2 separate regions of the Bicyclus anynana genome follow, and region 1 is linked to region 2. Evidence: chromatin contacts called from public Hi-C data. All regions are on one chromosome and are shown on one strand. Each heading gives the region's core, a stretch centred on a gene start, on an enhancer-like site or on the middle of the called end of the contact. The rest is flanking DNA. Distances are from core to core; before and after follow the strand shown. Region 1 holds the start of LOC112056233 (heat shock protein 75 kDa, mitochondrial). Region 2 overlaps LOC112056230 (neurogenic protein mastermind).

The links. Hi-C and Micro-C count contacts between places; a contact is called where the count stands out from the background.
Region 1: a contact with region 2 is called in a Hi-C map of whole body, with 4 times the contacts expected there. The contact joins the promoter of LOC112056233 here to the enhancer-like site in region 2. A contact is called at or near these places in 2 of 2 Hi-C or Micro-C datasets (whole body and whole larva).

Annotation. Positions count from the first base shown.
Region 1 is chr6:12,435,847-12,438,562 of ilBicAnyn1.1, forward strand. It overlaps LOC112056233 (heat shock protein 75 kDa, mitochondrial), which reads left to right and starts at 1,379. Exons shown (of 13, transcript XM_024096622.2): 1 at 1,379-1,668; 2 at 1,751-1,899; 3 at 2,374-2,535; 4 at 2,638-2,716. The coding sequence starts at 1,548. LOC112056230 (neurogenic protein mastermind) reads right to left here and starts at 1,106. Exons shown (of 9, transcript XM_024096618.2): 1 at 378-1,106. The coding sequence starts at 442.
Region 2 is chr6:12,393,356-12,396,214 of ilBicAnyn1.1, forward strand. LOC112056230 (neurogenic protein mastermind) reads right to left here. Exons shown (of 9, transcript XM_024096618.2): 9 at 1-2,285. The coding sequence ends at 1,953. Among protein-coding and RNA genes, the nearest start is that of LOC112057269, 8.7 kb to the left of the region's middle. Within about 2 kb of position 1,351, at least 6 of the 8 cell types and tissues checked have open chromatin away from gene starts, as enhancers often do.

The sequences.
Region 1 (2,716 bases), core at 129-2,628, 43 kb after region 2:
ATTGTTAGGCAATGGACATTCACTGTTGTCCCAGACAAATATGCAATAGATATATATCCTATTGTAGGGTATTCTAAACACAAGTCCTGCACCACTAAAAACCAGTATGTGCCACCATAAAACTTGTTCAATGGCACTAGATTGATTGAGTGTTGACTTCACAAATATAAAAATGCACTATCTATCCATGTGGAATCATCACAAACCTGTTTTGGAAGAAGTTTACAAATTATATTTTGTATATACAATTCCTACCCAAGTTGAGAACCTTTTGCACATCACTTGTTGCATAGATAATAGCCTAATAGGTATATGATATTATATATAGACAATGATTTACTACATACTCTAGCATGATGTGTTAGCAAAAAGGTTACCTTAGTCGGTCAACAACAGCTTGACGTTTGGGGGGAAGGTTCATATCTTCAATGGGTTGCAGCATATTAGGTGGATGTTGGGCAGGCGAGGCGCCGGGCAGCAAGCCGCCCGGGCCGCCGCCTCCGACCAGGTGCTCCACGGTGATGCCTTGCCCCTTCACCTCTGCTCTCTCATTCTCACTCCCTTGCCAGCACAGCCACACTCCTCAACTACACCACCATAACCCCATTATGTCTATCAGTAACTACCCAGTCCTCAAGTACTGCAACGCAACTGTGATAACACTATTAGAAAACAGTTCCAGTTCGTCCTGAACACTCTGAGCACATTTTTCATATTGACACTGACTATCTTCAAACCACTTGAATGGGTCTACTTTTTTATCTCGTAAAACTTATTATGGTTAGGAATTGTCTCCAAGTGCACGTAATAAATGTCTCGGATTATAAATACACTGTCCAAAATCAAATGTTTTGATACAGAACAAGTTATGAAGTCACAGCACAATCATTTGCAGGAAGAATATCTCACTTTTGGAATGATTTATCAAACAGTTGTATGAACTTGGTAAAATGGAAGATCTAAAAAGTTATATATTCGGAAAACGTTTTGATAATTCTCTCTAAAATTTAAAAACAACATGAAAGTTCTGTTTTTATATTTCTAATTACAACAATACACACGACACTTTGCACCAAGTTCTCAAACATCAACTGTGGAATTGTAGATTGCAAACTGACGGAAAGTGACGCTTGCAGCTTGCTTGCTTGTTTTCATCAGTAATGTATCTGTTTTGTATTATAAAAATTAAATATTTGTAATGATTTTCAAACATGAGCCTATTTTTTGCAATTATTAAAAAAAGTATTATTAATAATTGTTTTAACTAAAAAAAATTACGTTGATTAAAAAATTAATAATGATTAAAAACGTTAGGCATAGACAATAGTCTGTAGATTTTTTCTATGACATTGACAATCTATCAAGTGTCAGTGTCACTGTCAGTTTAATTCGAGTGAACCGCTGCTGTGAATTGATTTAATTTTTCTAATAATTTTAAAAATAAATATTTTAAAAGAAAGAACATAATAAGAAGTTAAATAATTGTAATTTCTAAAAATCCTTGTGCAGACTAATTTAATTATAGTACATTAGTTGTACTCTTAAGTATGTCGGCACTTCGAGCTAGACTGGGGTCCTACAGTTTTCTTTCTAGGTTACTTTATCAACATTCAATTAATAAGTTTAAACCAGTAAAATGTGTAACTGTTGCAGCCAATGGATTCAGTGGTGTGTCTAAATGAAGTAATAATCATAAAACTATATAATATACCAGTAAACAGGTTAACGTTGTTATTTTATTTAATTGCAGGCAATCCTATGTTTACTTCGAACTATAGCACTGTTTCCGACCAAAAACCCTCTGAGACTACAAAAGGAAATTCTGAGCGGAAAGAATTTCAAGCAGAAACGAGAATGCTTCTAGACATTGTTGCAAGATCTTTGTATTCAGATAAAGAGGTGAGTAGAACTTACAAGATCTAATCTAAACTAGAAATGGAATAAAATGTATCCTTTTATACACTTGTACACCACAAAACAATAAAACAGAAACATAGTTTAGGAGGAAGTCTTCCAAATTGAGTACATTTTTCCTGATTCATTCATTGATTTTTATTTTATTTCCCATGCCCCATGGCTTTGCCCTGTTCCTGTGGGAATATGAAGATAAAATATTGTTGTTTATGTGTTAGTTGCTTAAGATGTAGTGCTTTCTATTGTTAAAAAGAACAAAATTATTTAATAAATCTAGAGATTACCACCCCCAACCTCACACACTTTATCTCTATAAAATATTGGTACTTAATGATTACTTTGTTACTTTTCTTAACATAATTTTGATTAAAGATCGATTTAATAATTATGTTACAGTACTATTAAACACATTTGAATTCAAAAAACATCCATTAATTCTGAATTATCTCAATATTACAGGTGTTCATCAGAGAACTTATCTCTAATGCAAGTGATGCTTTGGAGAAGTTTCGTTATTTAAGTGTAAGTGCCACGGGAGACTCACCACAATTGGAAAATGCTGACCGAGCCCTGGAGATAAAATTAACAACTGACAAACAAAATAGGACTCTCACTTTTGAGGTAAATCTTTTTTTATTATTGATTAAAAAATATATATGTTACATTAATAACTAAAATATTTGCAAAAAGCTTCATATAGACAGAATATTTTCTCTGCAACAGGATTCTGGTATAGGCATGACTAAAGAAGAACTAATTGCAAACCTAGGTACAATTGCTAGATCAGGTTCAAAATCATTTA
Region 2 (2,859 bases), core at 101-2,600:
ACATTTGTGGTAAAATTATACATTGAAAATATATTATACATATATAATTGTACAATAATTTAATTCTCGTAACCTACTGACGGAACTTGTCAAATAATACCAACATCCAGAAAACTCCAGAATCCCAAAAAACCTCTTCTAAGTAATACATGAGATCCTTAACAATAACAATATTCTATTTATAATAATTGATTCTATATTAATCTACAGACCATTGAGACCGACATCACAGTATAATCTACTAATTACATCTTAGGTACAGGAATGATCTTAAAATAAACTTAACTGATAAAATGTACATTTGCACTATAAATAAAAATACATTGGGCCGTTTGCAGGCGGAGAACGAACCTCGCTGACAATAATCATCCTTACATTTAGCTTCAACATGCAGCAAAAGTTTTCGTGACGACAAAGGGAAATAGGCTATTTGCCTCTTTTGTAAACAGTGTTTAAACTGAATTATAGAAGTATCACAAGCTATATTTTATTTTGTCCCGTCAATAATAACCAGTAAAAAATTAATATAAATGAAAAAATATCTACGTAAAATTTTTGCCGCCGAAACACAACACATTAGTAAGTGACGTCATTCATAGAGATAACAGCGTGATTGGCGTTTGCGCCAATCTCATTTGTTTAGTTTTATTTTATTTAAGAATGATTATTATCAGCGAGATTGTAGTGGAGGTCCAGATACAAATAAATTAATACTTTGTAATGTCACATGGCAAAGTACAAACTCGATTATAAGAATATACGCTATAAACATGTATTGCCCCAATCATGATGTCATTCTATAAAATAAATTCATAAAAGTGTAAATAAAATCGTTGAAATGTCTTTTGTGCTATTCACTTATATTAATAACAATATCTGTAATAAATATACATAGTATATAAAAGCATCAGCAAATAATGAGAATCATGGTTCCCGCGCAAGGATAAATTAAGTTTTTCGGGAGCCATCAACTACTGCAGTACATAATCGTTAATACTCTATAAACAACCTTACTATACAATATATTTTACAAATGAACTATGCATGAACAATTATAAAAACTATAAACTTTACGAATTGGAATTCTTTAGAATAATTAATATAGTTCATATAAAACAATGCTTAGAAAATGTTTACAATTATCGGAAGATTCGCGGGGCGTTGCCGCCGCGTATTTCTGATGGAAAACTTTGGTCACATTATGTTACACCTTGGTCGCGAGCTACCTACATTAACTGGTATACGAATAATGGTACAATGATATGACTGCACGGCTCTCTGGGGCTGTCTGATTCTCAGTCCCTTCACAGTAACGTACGCGGTTGTCGTACGCGTACGCACCGCGGTCCGTGAGTTACGTACGAGTTTATCGTACACACATACATAATCCGTATAGCGTACGCATTGTCATTGTGTACACAAGACGTCTGCGTTGCGTACGCGTTTGTCGGATGCGTGCACGCAATGCGCCAGAAATGCGTACGCGTTTGTCGGATGCGTGCACGCAATACGCCAGAAATGCGTACGCGTTTGTCGGATGCTTGCATACACATACACAACGTCCATGTTGCGTACGCATTTATTCGACGTCTATGCAATATTTGCGTTGCATAGTCACGGCACAATATTTAAACGTGTCTACGCGTCTTCATTGCGCTTGTAAAGGAACTGTTTCGGGTCACACAAGTGTCCCAATTTCTCCTACAATATATATCGAATGAAACTAGAGTAAAACTACGTGTACAAAAGGGAAGAATAATATCAAGACCTCTCTAAATACGTTCCTTTCATTTGTTGAAGAGAAAAACGCTGAATGTCAAAGTATGCCATTGTATGGACATTGGACAGCCCTTATGGCTATGTTTTAATTTTAAAGCCGCCTTGTGGAGTCTTGGTCCAGTTACGGTCAAATATTTTCCTATGAAAGTACTTCATTACACATAAACATTAATTTATAGTATGTCATTCAAGAAGGAATTGTCTAGCGAGTTGAGCAACTCTTGCGCAGTGAGGTTGCTGGTGTCACTGGAAGGCATATTATCAAGGAAGTCGAGATTGAAGTCGGCGGTTTGGCCCGTGAAGGAAGACGCGGAGTGAAGCGAGAAGGGGTTGTTTCCGTTCTGAGTCTGCATGGGCCCGTTGCCGAGCATGTTCTGCGTCTGCATGGTGTTGGTCTGTGCGTGCATCGGCTGCTGGCTCGGCATGGTCTGCATGGGCCCGAGCCCGCCCATGCCGGACTGCTGCAAGCTCATACTCTGCGACTGGCTCATGTGAATGTTCGGCATCTAGAAAAAATATTTCATTTACTTATAGAATACCTCGCCTATGTAAATTTATTATTATATATTATATTAGAGTCGCATCGTAAATCAAAACTGTAAATCAACTTGCACTATAAGTGTGTGCCATTGAAAACAGAGATGATGATAAATAGTTTTAAAACAAAATAAAACTAACATGCTAACTAACAGAGTATCTGTAAAATAACCTTATATGGTTATATCATTAAACATTGTTACTGAAAACGATATTTCATATTATAGACATGTTGCCTACAAAATCACCGCAAAAAGTGAAATCCGAATTCAGCTACTGCACTGAGCGCACACAGGCACAATTTTGTGTTTTCCTATAACTACACATAACTCGACATTGTAGACAATATTTAGGTATTATTTGTTTAAATAACTTTCGTTTTTTAATAAGCGACTAAATGATATTAGACAATTATGGGTATTTGTCTGCCTCAGTTTTGATGTACTAGTGCCCTATCTCTAGTATAAATTATGGTTGGTTACCACAGCTTTTGAGTATATATTTTTTTGGAAGAAAATTGTCCCTGACCAAAATATAAGATTG